Linked DNA regions of Capsicum annuum: region 1 is linked to region 2. Evidence: chromatin contacts called from public Hi-C data. All regions are on one chromosome and are shown on one strand. The core of a region is the stretch at or near the end of the contact, and the rest is flanking DNA. Distances in the headings are between cores, read along the strand shown.

What was found. Hi-C and Micro-C count contacts between places; a contact is called where the count stands out from the background.
Region 1: a Hi-C map of bud shows a contact between it and region 2, with 3 times the contacts expected there. The contact joins the promoter of LOC107868179 here to the enhancer-like site in region 2. A contact is called at or near these places in 2 of 5 Hi-C or Micro-C datasets (bud and leaf).

Annotation. Positions count from the first base shown.
Region 1 is chr4:16,341,401-16,346,666 of UCD10Xv1.1, forward strand. It overlaps LOC107868179, which reads left to right and starts at 1,569. Exons shown (of 3, transcript XM_016714789.2): 1 at 1,569-1,793.
Region 2 is chr4:16,241,564-16,246,667 of UCD10Xv1.1, forward strand. It overlaps the pseudogene LOC107868180. Among protein-coding and RNA genes, the nearest start is that of LOC107869802, 40 kb to the left of the region's middle. Within about 2 kb of position 2,873, at least 5 of the 5 cell types and tissues checked have an H3K27ac peak or open chromatin away from gene starts, as enhancers often do. A contact at or near this core is called in bud and leaf, where this site is marked.

The sequences.
Region 1 (5,266 bases), core at 319-2,818, 99 kb after region 2:
TTTTGACGAAAGGTGTTCGAGTGACTACCCTAAATTACATGAAGTTAGACCACTGGACGTTGCAACATATTCTATTTTGACTGGCATTATTCATGTACTTATGACATTATGTTCATGTTCAAATCTTTGTTACTTGTATTAGGCCGACGAACCGTCTTGCTGTACTTTGAAAAAGAGAGTTTTCAACATACCAAGCGTTGATTCCTTTGAAGAGCTCAAGACTTCTTTCAAAGAGTTGTTGAAATCATTCTGGGATGAAAAATACTTAAGCAAGCAAATAGAGATGTAAAACATATTGCAAAGAACGCTCATTGGTTGAGTAATTCAAGGCTTCCTCTCACTACTATTAATTAGGACTATAGATATTAGACATTGTAAGATTATGAAAGAAAAATTGTACAGAAGAATTGACCTACATGGACAAATGAGAGATAGCTTAGCGGTAATATGTATCTTTTATTGCATGTAGTTTTAGTGATTGTATATGCTTTAATGATCATTTGGTACATGAGATTGATATGTAGGAATATTTCATGGGTTGAAATATGACATGGGATTATTTTATCCCGCCTTCGATATGAAATAGTGTCCCACCATTTTAACTAAAGTGGTAGGATAATTAGTCTCGAAATTAGTTAATATCTCATGAATAAAGTTAATTACAAAGTGTAATCCGAGATTATTATACTTATTCATTACTCATATGTCTATGCATTTGATGTAATGTGTATTAATTCTTTTACGATACTTTGAAATTATTAGTTTTCAGAGATATCAACAAATGAGTATATTGATCCTTAATTTACATAGAAAGTGAAGTACTTCAACTCTATAAAATCAAATTTGCAAACATAATATAGAATCAGCAGAAGATTGGAAGAAAAATTAAAGGAGCAAGAAATGAAATTTGTTATATTGTGAAAGAGGAATATTTTATGAGAAGTTTCACATCATCAAAGGTCTCATCAACTTCTTCTTTCCATTTTCTTTTTAGTCAATTAAAGTGTACATATCTTAAAAGTGAAATTTAACCTCAACAAAAAAAAAAAATTCTATTTAAAGTCAGTTGCTATTTTTCGATAATTTGTTATTCTTGTATACATATTTTGGCGATTAACGACTTGACTTGATATACACATGCAACGCACGTGCTTAATACTAGTATTTTGATAAATACATAGTGATAATTTAAGTAAGAAATATACTTATCAATGAAACTTAATAAATCGAGATACTTGAACTAAGAGAATGTCATTTTGGCCTTTGAACTCAAATTAAGACCTCGTATAGCCATGAAAATAATAACTTTTCAGAGTTAGAATTGGAGTTAAAGTTGAAGTTGGAGTTGGTGGTGTGTTTGACCGTGAATATAAATTGAAATTGCTTTTAAAATTATACGAAAAAAATAGAAGTAAAAAAGTGAAAATAAGTTTTAAAGTGTTTGAATTAACTTATTTTTAGGTGCATTTGGCTTTGACTTTTAAATTTTACTTCTTTTTTTTTACTTTTTCAAAAATAATTTTCACAAAAATAATATAATTTTTATGATCAACCATTACTAATTTCACATTTTAGAAAAAATTCTCACTTCCAAACACCTTTTATAAACAAACAAAAGAACTTGAAGTAGTCTTTTTACCAAATTCCTTCAATATGACCATTCTTCAGACAACGCGTGTTGGACAATAGTGTAATCATCCTTAATTTCACCAAATTTCTCCTCTTCGTTATAACCCCTATCTGAAGCTCCCAATTTTATTTTTTTTTCCCAATTAAGTTTTAAATTTTACAAGGTACATTTTTTTTAATATGCTTTTTTTGGATTAGTTTTTTCTTTACAAAATGTATGTATATTTTTCTTTTAATTTATGGCTAAATCATCTTGATCTTGTGTCTATTTTGGCCTCAATTTTTCTTAGAGTTTTGATTATTGTGTGTTGGAAAGGAAAAAAAAATGAAATAGGTATGGGAATTATAATCTTTCTCTCTAAGTTTTTTTTTTTAATTAAAAGTTATTAAGTATTAGAGAATAAAATGTGTCTAAGTAAAGGGGATTTTTTATTTTTTTTTTTATTTTTGGTGACGGAATAATCAATAAACTATAAAAATTGTATTTTGGGGTTCTATTGGATTTGATAAAGAAGCCACATTGGAATTTGGATGGACTAAAAATGCAGTCTTTAGTATTGTTTGAACTTTACTTCGACTATCTTATTATTTTGTTATAGTTACTGTCGTGTTACTATCTGCTGTTTCTGTTAGTATCTTTAACTTACCTGTTAATTATCTTGATCTTGTGTCTATTTTGGTTTCAATTTTTTTTAATGATTGATTTGTTGAGTGTTATAAGGGAAATAATGAAATGTGTACATATTTGGGAATTATAATCTTTCTCCAAAAAAAAACAGGACAATGATTTAGAATATTTATGTAGCTGAATCCAATTATTTTGGGATTTTTATTTTTGTTGTAGTACTACTGCCATTATTTTGGGATTTTAATTAGGCCAAGACTTGTGTTAGCTTTCAGTAAACTTATAACGCTTGTTATACACTTCAAAATGCTTATTTTGGGACTTTGAGGAGATTGGATACTTAATGATTATGTTGGTTTGGTATTTGGGAGTTGGTGTAAATTCCTTTTAAAACCCAGTGGTTTATTGTTATGAGTTTCGATTCAAGTGCGACAATTATGATGATATTGATAATCGAGTTCCGGTTCAAGTCCGGCAATTGATGATGTTATTGATAATATGAGTCTCGGTTCAAGTCGGTTAAAGATGATAATGACGTTGATGCAGTTGAGTTTCGGTTCGAGTCTGGCATTGAGAGTTATACTATGAAGGTTTGGGAAAGGATGGTAGAGTTGAGGCTGAGGAGGTTCGTGACTATTTTCTAGAATCAGTTTGGTTTCATGCCAGGTCGTTCGACTACTGAGGTCATTCACCTCGTGAGGAGATTAGTAGAGCAGTTTAGGAAGAGGAAGAAGGACTTTCACATGGTGTTCATTGATCTTGAGAAGACATATGACTAAGTCTCCAGGAGATTCTGTGGAGGTGCTTAGAGGCTAGAGGGGTGCCTGTGACTTACACCATGTTGATTCAGGACATGTATGACAGAGTGAGGACGTGTGTGAGGACGGTAGGAGGAGATTCAGAGCCTTTTCCTGTTTTGACAGGGTTCCATCAGGGATCGACTGTCCTTGGCTGGGGGTCTATCGAAAACAACCTCTCCACTTCTTCGGAGGTAGTGGTATAGACTGCGTACATTTGACCCTCCCCAAACCCCACTATGTGGGAATACACTGGGTATGTTGTTGTTGTTGTTGCATCAGGGATCGACTCTTAACCCATTTTTATTTGTCTTGGTGATGGATGTTTTGACGCGGCGTATTCAAGGGGAGGTGCCTTGGTGTATGTTATTTACTAATGATGTTGCACTGATTGACGAGACTCGGTAGTAGTTAATGATAAATTGGAGGTTTGGAGGCAGACCCTTAAGTCTCAAATATTAGATTGAGTAGGATCAAAACGGAGTACTTGAAATGTAAGTTTAGTGATTTGTCGCATGAGGTTGACGTGGTAGTGAAGCTGGATTCTCAGGTCATTCAGAAGAGGGAGAGTTTCAAGTATCTTGGGTCTATGATTCAAGGGGATGGTGAGATAGACGGTGATGTCACACATCATATTGGTGCAAGGTGGTTGAAATGTTGGCTCACTTCAGGAGTCTTGTGTGATAAGAAAGTACCTCCTAAGCTTAAAGGTAAGTTTTACGGAATGGCAATCCGACTGACTATGTTGTATGGAGCGGAGTGTTGGCCAGTTAAGAACTCTCACATCCAAAAGTTGAAGGTGGCGGACATGACGATGTTGCGATGAATGTGTGGGCTTGCCAAGAAAGATAAGGTTAGAAATGAAACTATTCAGAAGAAAGTGGGAGTGGCTTTGATGGAGGACAAGATATGGGAAGTGAGGTTGTGATGGTTCGGGTATATGATGAGGAGGCGAACGGATGTTCCAGTATGAAGGTGTGAGAAGCTGACTATGGATGGTTTTAGGCGGGGTAGAGGTAGGCCGAAAAAGTATTGAAGGGAGTTGATTAGGCATGATATGGAGCAATTACAGCTTATGAAGGACATGACCCTTGATAGGAAGGTGTGGAGGACTCGGATTAGGGTAGATAGTTAGTGGGTAGGAGTTCATCCGTTATAGTAGGGAAGAGTGCTTTGTTTGTAGCTGCGCCTGGGTTTCTTGTTCATGCTGCTTCGGTGATGTCTATGATTTTGGATAGATAGTTTATAGTAGTATCTTGAGGGTGTGTTATTTCCTTTATTATCTAGCAATGTGTTATTCCATCTTGTTGTGCGCTTTTGTGTTTTTGTTTATTATATAGTTATGAGGCCTTAGCCGAGGGTCTATCGGAAACAACCTCTGTACTTCATGTGTGGTAGTGGTATGCGTACACTTTACCCTCTCAAGACCCCACTTAGTGGGAATACACTTGGTATCTTGTTGTTGTTGTACTACTGCTATTGGGAGTTTGCTGGGTAATAAGGTAGGGTTTAATATCATTTTTTTTTGTTCATGATCTTGATATGATTTTTATGATAAAATTGTATTTTCTCTCTGGGGGAAAAATTAGTTCTTTTTCTTGGTGGCTTTAGATATTTGAGGTTATCCGCCCAACCAATAATTGTAATATTGCTCCTGTAGTTTGTGGTCCTTCGATTTTTGGTATTATCTGTTGTTTTGTCTTTTGACTATTATATTATATTGTTTTTGTAGTTATTGCCCTGTTACTATATGCTATTTCCTGTACTTCTGTTACTTCATTTTCTGGACCGCGTTGGACCTTTTTCTCTTGAGCCGAGGGTCTATCTGGAAACAGCCTATTTACCTACCTGAGGTAGATATAAGGTCAGCGTGACTCTACCCTCCCCAAACCCCACTTAGTGGGATTATACTGGGTATGTTTTTGTTGCTTTAGATATTTGAGGGAGGAGTAAACTATAAAGATTCTATCGTGGGGTGCTATTGTATTTGATGAAGAAGCCAAATTGAAAGTTGGGGTGGACTAAAACTGCTGTCTTTAGTATTGTCTGAACTTACTGCTAAATGAAACATTTGGTGAACTATAAAGATTCCATCTAGGGGTTCTTTTGGATTCATTAAAGAAGCCAAATTGAAGGTTTGGGTTGACCAAAAATTCTGTCTTTAGTATTGACTGAACTCACTGCTAAATGAAGCATTTTGTAAACTATAGAGTTT
Region 2 (5,104 bases), core at 1,623-4,122:
TTGACAACTCCAACAGCTACAGTTTGACAAATGTCCCTCACATCAAATCGTTCGAATGGTGGGTATTCAGCTAAAGTTTCAACCACCATGGGCTTGGTGGGAATCATCTTAACCATGCCGGCATCACCATTCTTCAAGAATTTGGGCTCCTTCTCCAGTTCCTTGCCAGAACATTTGTCAATCTTGGTCATGATCTCAGTGAATTGGACAGCAATATGGGAGGTGGCAGTCGAGCACCGGAGCATATCCATTACCAATCTGACCAGGATAGTTCATGATGATGACTTGGGCAGTGAAGCTGACTGCGTCCTTTGTTGGGTCATCTTTGGAGTTGGAAGAAACATAACCTCTCTTAAGATCCTTAACGACAATGTTCTTGACGTTGAATCCGACATTGTCACCAGAAAGAGCCTCATGGTGCATCTCAACACATTGTTTAACTCCATAGCTGTTGCCAGTAGACTTTTTGGTTGTTGGGTTTACGTGAAAGTAAAATCACCTAATTAATATTCTCATGTAATTTTCCTCAAAAAATATTTTAATGCCAACCTTGAGAAGTAAGAACATGTAAATAGATCCATCTCCATATGCTATCAACCTAAAAATATTCTAGCAAGAAAACAAAATAATAACTCTTACTAATAAATGATTTCAATGCCTTTTCATGTGTTGCACTTAAGAGTAATGGTCCTCCAACATTTCTGACAGTGTAATACATCTGAAACTCTAAAGCAAACTCTGGTTATCAATTACGTTTGACATGTCTGCAGCTTGGACATACCTGAGCAAAGGTTTGCTCCAATATATATATATATATATATTAGTGCATCACTTGAAGCTTGCAATTCAGAGCATTTCTCAAAGAATTCTGGTGATAGAGAATATTGTAATCTCTTATTAGACCATCTTTGTCACTCTCAAGTTAAGCCTTGTATCACCTCTAAAAGAAAATAGAAAAATATGGAATATGCCTTCAATTTTGGTAAGCAAGCAACCAACTTTTGGCCAGAGTGGGTACAAACACAACAATGCCATATGCATAACACCATCAATTTTTAACTGCGCCTTTGGACACAAAAAATGGTGTAACGTAAGGGGGACAAAAGAGAATAGATGTTATGCACCAGAAAATATACATAAGTTTATATATCACTTACAATGGAATTTTTCAAGAAACGTTTCATAATGAAAACTTGTTTGGACAAAGTCAGTGAAGTATAAGAAACTAAGGAAAATAGCAATACTACTGTCTAGTTTGACGAATTCTATACAAAAAGTGAGAAGAAAAGGTGAAGTCATTTTAGAACAAAAATAAATTATGAAGGTCATTGTTCACCAACTACACACCAGAGTCCAGACCACTTGCCAATAAGAAGGCTTAAAATAATGAAAGGATTGACACTTGATAATTTCTTTGTTACAACCTTCACCTCTCGCTTTCTTCCATCGCCTTTACATTTGGCTTTGCCTTAGCACTAACAGTATCATCAGTATTCTTCATCACTCCTCTAAAGACGACTCTACCAAGAACATGTTATGTAGCCTAAGACAATCGAGTATGTCAAAATAAACTTTTAAGCACTTCCCTAAAATCCAGGATAGCTAAAACTCAATATCTAAGAGCTAACTTACCAGTCAACATGTGTATGGATTTCAATGAACAAGTTGAGAGTGGAGAAACTCAAAAATATGCCTTTTCAAGTACTTGCTGTTTCTTCGGATGATATCGATCATTTGCTTCATTGGTTCCTGTAGTGGCAGCCGTAGAATCTGCTATAGTGTTAGCTACTTTCGTTATTACTTTCCGAGTCCGGCGGACTATAGCAATAGCTTTTTGAGATGTAGGTAAATAATGTAAGTATGCATAGAGAAAGTAAATAGCATTACTATATAGGTGAAAGTACCTGTTCATCTTCTAGAATCAGATTTTGAAATTTGATTCTCTTTTGCAAGGCTTTGTCGCTCTCGACTTATGTCAATGATATGGACTTCGCATATGTTATCTGATCGATATTGAATCTTAGTGACATGTGTCTACCAAAGATATCTTCACAATAATATAGGAAAGAAGAGTTTGAGAGCAACACCAAATGGAATTGTGTTCAATTTGCGGTTAAGTTGAAACAAGGCACATATCCTTTTGCCAATGTCCTTGCTCTAGCTAGTGGTAATCTATACATGCAAATTTAAATACTCTAAATTTTGTCACATTGATGTGATGAACATATGTTCGTTAATGTAATAATCTTTCAAAAGTTTTTAATAGTAACAGTAAGAGTATTAAAAGTTCCAGCGTTGGCTCCTAAAATATAGAAATTTCTATGAATACACAATTAAAGAGGGGAGCAGGTCGAGTTAAGCAAACCATTAAACACCCTATGTACAACAGAGAGCAAACATAACATAGTACTGACATACAACTCAAACTAAGAAACCAAGAAGGGATTGTTGACAGCCGAAACCAAAACACACCCAAAACATTGAAGACATGATTGCATGTATTTATTCCGATAGATTTTCAGATCAATGGAACAAACAAAGAATCAAAAAGGAAAAATTGTATTTCTCTATGTTTCTCCTAAGAAGGGAACAAAGAAAGAATGAGATAAATCACCATAAAATTAAAATTAAACGACCTAAAGCACAATAAAAGTACGAAATTGAAGAGAAGTCCTACCAAATTCAACCTTCAAATTGATCGAGTCCAACTTCAAAAAGACTCAGCCGTAAAAGAAGTGGAAGAGGAGCCTTTGGTCCCTTTTTGAGTATACGGTAAAAGGGATTACTGGTCATACGTGGACATCAACCCTTCCACGTGCTTAACAGCCAATTAAATAGGGCCAGAAAGAGCATAAAATTAAAATGACCTGTTGTATACCTTAGAAAGCCTCTTGTACAACCATCTTATGCTGTGATAGTCCCAACCTGTTGGCTTATATAATAGAGTAATATATATGTAAATAAATAAAGAAGGCTTACGAATATGCTGCTGTGACATATTTTTAAGGCCTCCATTTTTATTTTTTTTCTTATCTTTTTGAGTTTTTTTTATACTTTTTCTTATTTTATAATTGAATAATTAATTATATTCTGTTTATTAAGTATCATTAAATTTTTTAATAGCCGTAATAGTTTATTGTCAATAGTTATTATATTAATTATTAACTGTTGTACATAGAATTGAAAACCCACTCCAATTTTGTTTTTTGTTTTTTTTTTATTTTTAATCTCTTTCAATTATCCGTCTATAAGTGTGTGTATAAACAATGTAATGTTCCTTTTTTTTTCAAAGATTTTTTTTGAAAATCTTTCTCTAATTATAAAATAATAATATCTTTTAATATTTCAAGTGTTTTTTTATATAAAATATTTGTTAGGAATAACTATTTTTTTTAATATACAATGTATTTGAAAAGAGTAATTATTCATAAATCATATCTCTAAAATTTATACATTTAATCATATCTCTAGAGCCACCATAGTACTCTGTTGGTAACTGGGGGAGTCGAATCCATATGACCATTGATTCAATGGTCGACTCTTTGGGAATGAAGTTTGGTTCCCAGATTCTTACCGACAGATTAGAGCCAGCCACAAATCAGGGTCACTCTTGCAAGATTCGTCATTATAATTCTTTATTGGAGAGCTTCACCGTATAGTATTCCAGTCCCAAATTCGATGAGTGGAAAATTTTTCTTCAATTTTCACAGATCGTTTAGCTTCTTTTTGAGATAAGAATGATTTAATTTCTTCCCCATCAATTTGATGATGACGGAGATTTTTCAAGGTTCATAGAGTCTGTTTTTTACCTCTGGTGATAAAGTGATTTCATCCCCCTCTGAATCGGGGTTGAAGGTTGAATCAATTCCCGGTAAGTTTTGTTCCAGTGAGAGTATTTGCTCTTTTACAATATCACTATAAGAGAGTTTAACCGGAGGATCAATGGATATATGTATATCCTAAGTGTCAGGTCGTTCCGGTGGGATCGAGATGGGGATATGAGTGGGGGTCATACTCTGGGTAAGTGAGAGGACAAAGGGGGTGTTAAAATTTAGAAAGAGTTTGGTCTTTCTCTCTCTAAAAGCTTAGTGCTTCAAATATTCTTTCATGCTTATGTATTTGGTATTCTTTCTTATTTTTAATGTTTTTCTTTTACATATTTGTTTTCCTCCTCCAAGTAAATATGATCATGAAAATCAATATTAAGGTAGTTTTATAGTAATGCGATCGATTTTTTTTTTTAAGATGTATAATATAGTTTAAATTTCTTTCCTTTTTTTATGTAATTTTTTATTGATATATTTGAAATAAAAATATTATAAATATCATATATAGTGCAATGTCATATTAACAATTTTCACATTCTTGAGTTTTATATTATTATAATTTATTTATTTATTTTATTTATTCATAACTTCAACTTAATTTTCTTTATGTTCATAATTAATGATTAATATAATAATTTATTAACAATAAATTAATATGATTGTTAAAGAAGTTAATGACACTTCATAAATAGGATAGAATATGATTAATTATTCACTTATAAAATAAGGAAAAATACCAAAAAAAAAAGAGGGAAAAATAGGAATGGAGGCCTTAGAAGTAGGAGTGTACATAGGGCGGGTTGGTTTGATTTTTTATTAAAAAAAAAAAATCAATCATGTCGATTTATTAAAACTATAAACCAAATCAAACCAACATAAATTTGGTTTTGTCGGTTTAGGTTTTAGTCGGTCCTTTCGATTTTTTTGATTTTTTTTATAATCTTTATTTTTTACAATTATATTGAGATTGAAGACTAGATCAAATATGTTTTCACTCATGTACTAATGAAAACCACAATTATGAAAAAATGAGGATCCGAAAACTCTCTTGAAACTAAAAAGTAAGATGAGGAGTGAAAAGTTTAGGTTTTAAGTTTATATTGAGTTTTGTATCATGTAATTAGCAATTAATGGACAAATATTACAACTTAAAAACTCAAATCTGAATATATATCTACATGTATTTTCTAAATATTGAAAATTAATAAAACTAATTGAAAAAGTATTTAAAAAGTAGATTATAATTAATATTTTATGTATAAAAAGTTGACACTATA